Linked DNA regions of Sus scrofa: region 2 is linked to region 1. The links are chromatin contacts, called in public HiChIP or PLAC-seq maps. All regions are on one chromosome and are shown on one strand. Each heading gives the region's core, a stretch centred on a gene start, on an enhancer-like site or on the middle of the called end of the contact. The rest is flanking DNA. Distances are from core to core; before and after follow the strand shown. Region 1 holds the start of PHF11 (PHD finger protein 11). Region 2 holds the start of SETDB2 (histone-lysine N-methyltransferase SETDB2).

What was found. HiChIP or PLAC-seq counts read pairs in DNA pulled down with a chosen protein or histone mark.
Region 2: a contact with region 1 is called in an H3K27ac HiChIP or PLAC-seq map of alveolar macrophages. The contact joins the promoter of SETDB2 here to the promoter of PHF11 in region 1. A contact is called at or near these places in 2 of 5 promoter capture datasets (fetal liver and liver), 12 of 47 Hi-C or Micro-C datasets (alveolar macrophages, blood, brain and 6 more) and 2 of 2 datasets of contacts at active chromatin or transcription factors (alveolar macrophages and skeletal muscle).

Annotation. Positions count from the first base shown.
Region 1 is chr11:18,250,225-18,254,323 of Sscrofa11.1, reverse strand. PHF11 (PHD finger protein 11) reads left to right here and starts at 2,353. Exons shown (of 10, transcript NM_001244327.1): 1 at 2,353-2,475. The coding sequence starts at 2,394. SETDB2 (histone-lysine N-methyltransferase SETDB2) reads left to right here. Exons shown (of 14, transcript XM_013980508.2): 14 at 1-1,799.
Region 2 is chr11:18,296,738-18,300,724 of Sscrofa11.1, reverse strand. SETDB2 (histone-lysine N-methyltransferase SETDB2) reads left to right here and starts at 2,491. Exons shown (of 14, transcript XM_013980508.2): 1 at 2,491-2,624. CAB39L (calcium-binding protein 39-like) reads right to left here and starts at 3,056. Exons shown (of 11, transcript XM_003130971.6): 1 at 2,776-3,056.

The DNA.
Region 1 (4,099 bases), core at 1,104-3,603:
TTCTTCAGTCTGTACTGGTTCACAGACACCATCTTCCATCAGCGTCCTAGAGATGCTTTGTCTCCCCTGTCAGACCTGTTTCTGGTTAAATCTAGTAATCTCATTATTTCCCCTTTCCTTGATTTATCCCCATATATTGGTGAAGCACATCCTCCCGTAGCTTTGGAAAAGGAAAAATGAAAGGTAAATATTCTGAGACCTTGTATGTTCGAACATGTTATTCTACCCTTAACACTTGACTGCTGTTTTGGCATAGAATTCTTGAGTAGCTTCCATGCCCAATTTTGAACTCATTTGCTAGATTCCAGTGTTGCTGCTATGAAGTCTGAAAATGTTCTCACCTCTGGCTTTTAGGGTGACTATTGGAAGTAAGATGATATTCTTTTCCTTAATCTTTTGTATATGTGACCAGTTTTTACTTCTCTTCACATTTACAGCCTTCTCTTTGTCCCAGTGTTCTGTTCCCAGTAAGGGTCCATTTTCATCCCTTGTACCAGGTGCTTGGTGCAATCTTTCAATCTGAAAAGTTTGTTCTTCAGTTCAGATAAATTTTCTTTCTTTTTTCTTTTCTTTTTTTAGGGCCATACCCGCAGCACATGAAAGTTGCCAGGCTAGGGGTCAAATGGGAGCTACAGCTGCTGGCCTATACCACAGCTCATGGCAACACAAGATCCTTAACCCACTGATCAAACCTGAATCCTTGTGGATTTTGGTGGGGTTCATTAACCTCTGAGCCACGAAGGGAACTCTGCCGAGAAATTTTCTTGAACTATTTCTTTAATGATTCATTATCTGTTCTCTCTTTCTGGAATTCCTATTATCCCAATGTTAGAACTCCAGGATTGGTTCTCTAAATTTTTTCTTTTAATTTCCAGCTTTTTCTTCTTGCTTTGCTTTCTGGGAGATATACTCAACTTAATCTTCCAGTTTGTCTATTGTGGTGGGCGTATTTTATTGGATTTTTTGGGGGGAGGGGGCTGGGTCGCATTTTTTTAATTTCTAGAGCTCTTTTCTGAATATTTTTTCTTTAGTAGTGTCTTATTTTTGGTTCATGGTTGTAGTATCTTATCTCTTTGAAAATGCTTTATCATGTAACACACACATACAGGCGTTCATATCTGTATTTCTGTGACCTCCAAGGTTTGTTTCTTTGTTTTCCCTGTATGTTTCCTTTGGTTTTTGTACTTCATGTTTTAGGCTTTCCTCAGTTAGTGATCTTGGCAGTCAGCTCACACTTAACAGTGGAACACGGAAAAGCTGAGATTATAAACTGAGAGTGGGGGAAGGGGCTCTTCAGCTGCTTTGCTATGACCTAGCTGGGCTATTTAATCTCCAATTCAGTCTCTTTAGGGCTTTTTTTTTTTAACCTGGCAAGGAGTATGCTTCCACCTGCTGGCTTGAAAGCAAAAAAAAAAAAAAAAAGTTGCTGCCAGAGCCTGCTTTTTTTTCCCTGTTTCACAGCTCCACACTCTTGCTTCTGTAATTCATTTCTATGTTTGTCAAGACTATTCCAAGTTATCCTTTTTAATATTGTTTCTCTTTTCTGACCCCAATTTGCCTCATTTCCTCTTCTTAAAACCTGCTCAAAAAGCAAGACCTCCAGGAGTTTTTCCTTTCATTAGTTACTCAGCAAACCACCATTATATGCTTCTTTTACAGAACAACTTACTTTTGAGCTGTAATTTAATTATATGCGTTCATGTTCTCTACATGTGTATTTGTTCCATGCACCGAAAACCTCGTCTTGTATGGTGCTGTGTACCCCATGGGTGCTAAAATAAAGACTTGCAACTGGCAAATGGAATCGTGCTCAGTTAATTCTGCGTCCACTTTATGCTAGGCCTACTTAGGCCAAACTTGGTGTGATACATTTGTAGAAAATAATGGGTAAACTGGGAGTTCCTGTCCTGGCTCAGTGGTGATGAACCCGACTAGTATCCCTGAGGATGAGGCTGGATCCCTGGCCTCACTTAGTGGGTTAAGGGTGGGCATCGCTCTGGCTGCGGCGTAGGCCGGCAGCTGCAGCTCTGATTCTACCCCTAGGCTGGGAATTTCCCTAAGCCATCGGTGTGGCCCTAAAAAAATAAGAAAAGAATGGGTAGACCCTCAGAAAAGCAGTCATTTCTCCAGCTGAGTCCAAAGGCTTCCACCACCTCTCCTCCAACCATTCGGAAAGTGGGGGCAGGGTGGGGAGCGCCAAGCGTGCTTTAAAAACAAAAAAATCGAGTTCAGACTCGGATCTGGAGAAGTTGCGAGTTCCCGTTTGAAAACCCTACCAGCAAACCCTTTGCGTCGCTTCCTGCGGGACTTTCCCCGGGCAGCGGAAATAAATCAGCACGAATTTCGAATCTCACCAAAAGGAACTTCCGTCGGCGCGGGCGCAGGGCGCAGCCATGGACGCGGCTTGGCCCTCCGATCCCAAGGCGGCCCGGGCCGGCCGGTGCGCGGCCGAGGACGGGGTCCCGCTCCCGACTGGTGAGTACCAAGCGGGACGGGAGGGGCGGGCGGTGTCCCGCTGCGACAGTCCGGGCCCAGGGCCGCCCTCTAGTCGCTGCCACTTGGGGGCCCCCGACCCGCCTCGCGACGCGGCGCGCAGCTCTTAGCTCCGCAGCGGCTCGGCTTTGGGCGTCCACCGCCCTGCTCTGCGCCCAGACCGTACCCTGCGGCTTCTAGGGAGGAGTGTTTGCTTTCGGTTCAGCTCGACCACCGCTGATAGGACAGCCCACAGCCACAGCCCTGCCGCGCTGGGACCAAACCGAAACCGAAGCGAAACGAAAGCTGGGAAACGAAAGGAAACGCCTGTGGGTTTACTCTCCCAACGCGGCTCCACCCACCCCTCAAACAGTGCGGCCGGAGCGATGCCCTGGCCGAGGTAGCCTGGTCGTGGCCCCCTCTAGAAGAGAAGGGGTCCGCTGGGACTCAGGAAGCAGTTTGGAAAGTTCGCACTGAAAATGTGACGTTATGGAATCACTCCCTTATACCCACTCAGTAGTTCAGGTCCTCTGTGGCCCTCTCCTTAAGTGAGGCAAATCTGAGTGGGCTCCTCTCTGCGCTTCAACAACAGCTGGAGAGCTCCTACCACTTGCAGGCTCAGGGCCACGTGGCGGGCTGCAGAGATGAGTTAGGCTCGCTCAGCGCTGAAGAATCTAATAGGCTACTCATGTGTGACCTGCTAAGAACCACAGAGACACAGATGAGATGCTCCTCCAACTCAGCCTATTCCTCAGTTCAAAGAAAGCCCTATCAGTTTTAAAGGGCAAGAGTCAACCCGAGGTTGGAGTTCCCATTGTGGCTCAGCGGTTGAGGAACCCAGCTAGTATCCATGAGGACGAGGGTTCGATCCCTGAACTCCCTCAGTGGATTAAGGATGCGACGTTGCTGTGAGCTGTGGTGTAGGTATCAGACGTGGCTTGCTTGGATCCAGAGTTGCTGTGGCTGTAGTGTATGCAGGCTGGCAGCTACAGCTCTCATTCCATCCCTGGCCTGGGCACTTCGATATGCCCAGTCCAGTCAGAGGTAGAAAGGTTGAAAAGGCAGTCCAAACAAGTGAAGACACCAGCCAGGCACTTGGCTATTTCATTTAGCTAGTGTGTATACAGAATGCAAGATGAGTTACTGAGGATGAGTTTCTGTCCTGACTTTTTCCCCAAACTCCAGACTCATAACCAGCTTCATCAATGCCTGGAATGACCTCGAATTGGTTATATCCCAAAGTAAACTCCCATTTGCCTACACACACCCACTTACTCCAAACCTGCTCAGCCACCACCAGTCTTCCCCATCCTGTTTGCCCAGTTGCTCAGGCTAAAACCCTAGTGCCACCCTCTGTGCCTCTCTTTCCTCCTTGCCTCCCATCTAGTGCACTAGTCTCAGTCTTTCTCTTTGCAGCCCATTTCTCGCCTTCCCACCATATTCAAGTTTCTGCACAAATGTACCTTCACACCCTTGCCTGCCCATGCTGTTAGAACAGCCCTTCCCCTACCGTCATTAATCTCTACCCTTCCTTCCCCTGCTCTGTTTTTCTTCGTAACACTTAACCCTGGCCTGAAAAATAATACTTGTTTGATGTTTGTCTCTACTACAAAAATGTAAGTTCTAT
Region 2 (3,987 bases), core at 1,242-3,741, 46 kb before region 1:
CTATTTCACGAAATTTCTATGGGAGGTCTCTTGTTGTGTAGCAGGTTAAGGATCTGGTGTTGTCACTACAGTGGCTTGGTTGTTGCTGTGGCGTGGGTTCAATCCCTGGCCTGAAAATTTCTACATGCCATAGGTGTAGCTAAAAAATAAAAATTTCTATGGATCTTCAGATTATATATTATGAAATCTAGAGAACAGTATTCTTCAAAGAAAAACCTGTAGATACTTAATTTGTTATTTTAAAATGACACATACAGAACATATTTACTGTAGTATTTTTTCCTTTGGCTGTGCTTCAGGCATGCAGAACTTCTCAGGCCAGGGATCAAACTTGTACCACAGCAGTGACTTGAGCCACAAAAGGGACAACACTGGATCCTTAAACACTAGGCCACCAGGGAACTCCAAACTTGCAGTATTTTGACGTTAAGTTGTGTTAAAAAAGAAAACAGAAAAGCAATACATAACATTTCTTCAGCAGAAGAGACTGAAGGCACTAATAAGTTTGGTGTCATTGAGAATGTACACTTTCGGAGTTCCCGTCATAGCTCAGTGGTTAACAATTCCAACTAGGAACCATGAGGTTGCAGGTTCGATCCCTGGCCTTGCTCAGTGGGTCAAGGATCTGGCATTGCCGGGAGCTGTGGGTGTAGGTTGCAGACGTGGCTCAGATCCCACGCTGCTGTGGCTGTGGCATAGGCTGGCGGCTACAGCTCCGATTCCACCCCTAGCCTGGGAATCTCCAAATGCCACAGGAGCAGCCCAAGAACAAAGGCAAAAAGACCAAAAAAAAAAAAAAAAGAAAGAAAGAAAGAATGTACACTTTCAAGAAAAAAAAAAAGGGTTCATTCATTGTCTAAATTTCTCTACAGGAAGATATCATAAGCAGACCTCACAAAAAAGGACTATGAATCTATCCTTACTCATATGTATAAATTAGTAGCAACAAATAAATTTAGTTCAAATTGAAGGCCAAGTTTTCCAAAAAAGATTAAAAAATTATTTTTCAGTTATGCTAAAGAAATGTATATCAGAGTTCCGTTGTGGCTCAGATGAAATACATCCGACTAGCATCCGTGAGGACATAGGTTTGATTCCTGGCCTCACTCAGGGGGTTAAGGATACCGAATTGCCCTGAGCTGTGGTGTAGGTTGCAGACACTGCTCAGATCCTGCATTGCTCTGGCTGTGGTGTAGGCCCGCGGCTACAGGACGATTCAACCCCAGCCTGGGAACCTCCATATGCTTCGGGTGCGGCCATAAAAAAAAAAAAAAAAAAAAAAAAATGTTACCCATACCTCCCAATTACTGTATTTTTAAAATTTATTCATTGAACAATTACACTTTTAGATATATACCAGGCACTATTATAGGTGAAAACTATCCAAAAGTTTTTGCATACATTTATGAGTGGCTACTTTGTTATTGGTGTTTGTTAGCACAAATCTCTTACTCTGATAGCCTATACAATCCTCCCTGGAAATCTGCCCAGGGTTGGTTCCAAAACTTCCCCCAGACACCAAAATCCCACATATACGTAGTACCTCAGCCATCAGCTCAACACTAAATTACTGATACTTACTCTTGTGACTTAAGTTTTTTAAGACTCAAGGATAAAAAGTAACCTTTAAATAGAAAATTAATTTTCAACTATTCAATTATTTTACTGTTTTCTTTGGTATTCCTGCACAAAATACATGGTACTATTGACTTGGTGGATTACTAGTTAGCCTTGGATAAATGAAAACGAAACTCAAGGCAGTATCTTCGCTTTTGTCTCATGAGTGTCAAAACTGCTACAGCTAATCACAAAATATTAGCCTTTTAGCCAGGTTTTGGGAAACAATAAATTTCCCCGTCAAAAAATGACCCTGCGTGCTTTCTACTTCGATTTTTAAAAATAATGAGGAAAAGGGGGTAATTCCTGTCTCCTTCCTGTCGTCCCCAAAGAGTTCAGAAGTTAGGATGTTTCTCTTGCAAAAACCTCTCCCAACCCACGACGAAGCAACCAAGCATGCCAAGGTAAGCCCAGACTGCTAAATCATCAACCAGATTGTAACCAGGAAAACCAAGAATTGACAAAATTCTCCTTCACTTCCACTGTTTCTGCAAAGACTACCACTTTTTAGCTTAAAAAAACCCAAAAACCAAAAAACACAACAACAACAACAACAAAACCACTGCAGGAATGCTGGCTGTACACTAATGAATACAACTGTCCAAATGCAGCACCTGACGCTCACTACAACCGGAAGATGGCCTTAGTCAGAGGTCAGCTGAGTAGAGCAAACACTTTATTAGTCCCTCCTCGAAAACCATAGAAAATGAAGACGTCTCTTTCGAATCTGAGGATAATCGTGGGGCGCCTCCCTCTCTCCCTTTTCATTACCAGCCTTTTTGAATCAGGCAGTCCATCAGTCAACCTTCTCTGTCAGTGAGGGGGTTTTCAAGACAAAGATAATTGGAATAGCTCTCTGGAACCCAAGGGATCATTCTTCAGGCACCAGAATCCCCGTCAAGCCCCCACAATAACATATCAAAGCCTGCGTTCCTCATCACCACCACCATTCGTCGCTCTTCCTAGCCAGGGCTGAGACTCAGACCAGGAAAACCTTTCCCTTGCAGGTAGGTAAGAAGGCACCAGGTCTGTTCCCTCGGGCCCCTCCTCTCCTCCACGGCTCCCTCAGGACACCTCTATATCTTGAACCGCTAAATCGGCTTGCAGCCGCCAAGAAGCCCTGTTCAGCCACACACAAGATGGCAGCCAAAGACCTACCGGAGGAAACAGCAGCGCCACTACTCCAGCGATGCCAGCCTCTGGACCGAGGGTATCCGCATTGGTCCAGCCAGAGAGCGCGAGACAACCCGCGAGCTCTGACAGCCAATCCGGAGGCTGCGCGCTCAAGCGCCGCCGCGGTGCCTACCGTTCACGCGCGGAACCCCTGAGGCGTGGACCCGGTGGGGTGGGCAACCAATGGGCTCCAGGCCAGGAGGTAGGAGCCGTCAGTGTCCGACTCCTCCCATTTAGGTTTGCTTTAGGTAGGCCTGGACGGTGGAAACTGGGCGGTCCTTCCTCCCTGGCTAAGGCGAGGTGGAACTGTGGTTGCTGAGGTGAGGTTAGTCGATGGTGAAGTACTTCCCGGCCAGGGGGCACCCGGCGCCGTGGGGTCTCGGGGGCGTGGAGTGAGAGAGGAGCCCTACCCGCGGGAGAACCCAGCCTCGCCAACCGTGCGGGCGGAGCGCAGTCCTCAGGTCTGGCAGGCGGCGTGGAAAGCGCAATCGAGCCAGTGTAACCCAGGTGAGGCCGTGAGTGGCCCTCCCGACAGCTTCTTTCGGCCCAGCACCCAGGAACGCGGTGGAGCTCTCGGTCGCGTGGATCCCAGCCCTTGCGACCTCCTTTCTCCTTTCACTCACGTGCATTCCCGGGCTGGAGAAGGGACCGAGGGTGCGCGGAGTTCTCAACCCATTTCAGTCTCTTGTCACCCGGTGCACACCTTCATGAGAGGTGATTCCTAAGCAACTGGGAACCCGAGGCTGTAAAAGGGGCTGCGGGAAGGGGATTGGAGTCCAAAATCCAGAAGCCGAACTTGACGGTTTAGCCACTGACCCATTTCACAGGTAAGACTCACAAACCCTCAGGAAGTAAAATCGTTTATTCAAGATCATGGAGTAGAGATCACATCCTAAGAGCTCCTGATTCTCATTAACCACAACCCAATACGTAATCATCCCCATTAGATCATTAAATAAAATATGAAACATGTAATTTTGCTCTTCGTCAGATGGAAACCTTCAGTGAGTTCTGTATGTATTAATGAATGAGGCAGTGGACTGGAATAATCAAAAAACAGGCTCAGAAACCAGGCTGCCTGGTTGTTCAGTTTTTCCCTGCCACTTACGGTGTGACATGCTTTAGCTTCCTCGTGACAGGATTGCTAATTTGTCCCACATGACTGTTAGGCAGAGTGATAAGAACGTGTGAAGTATT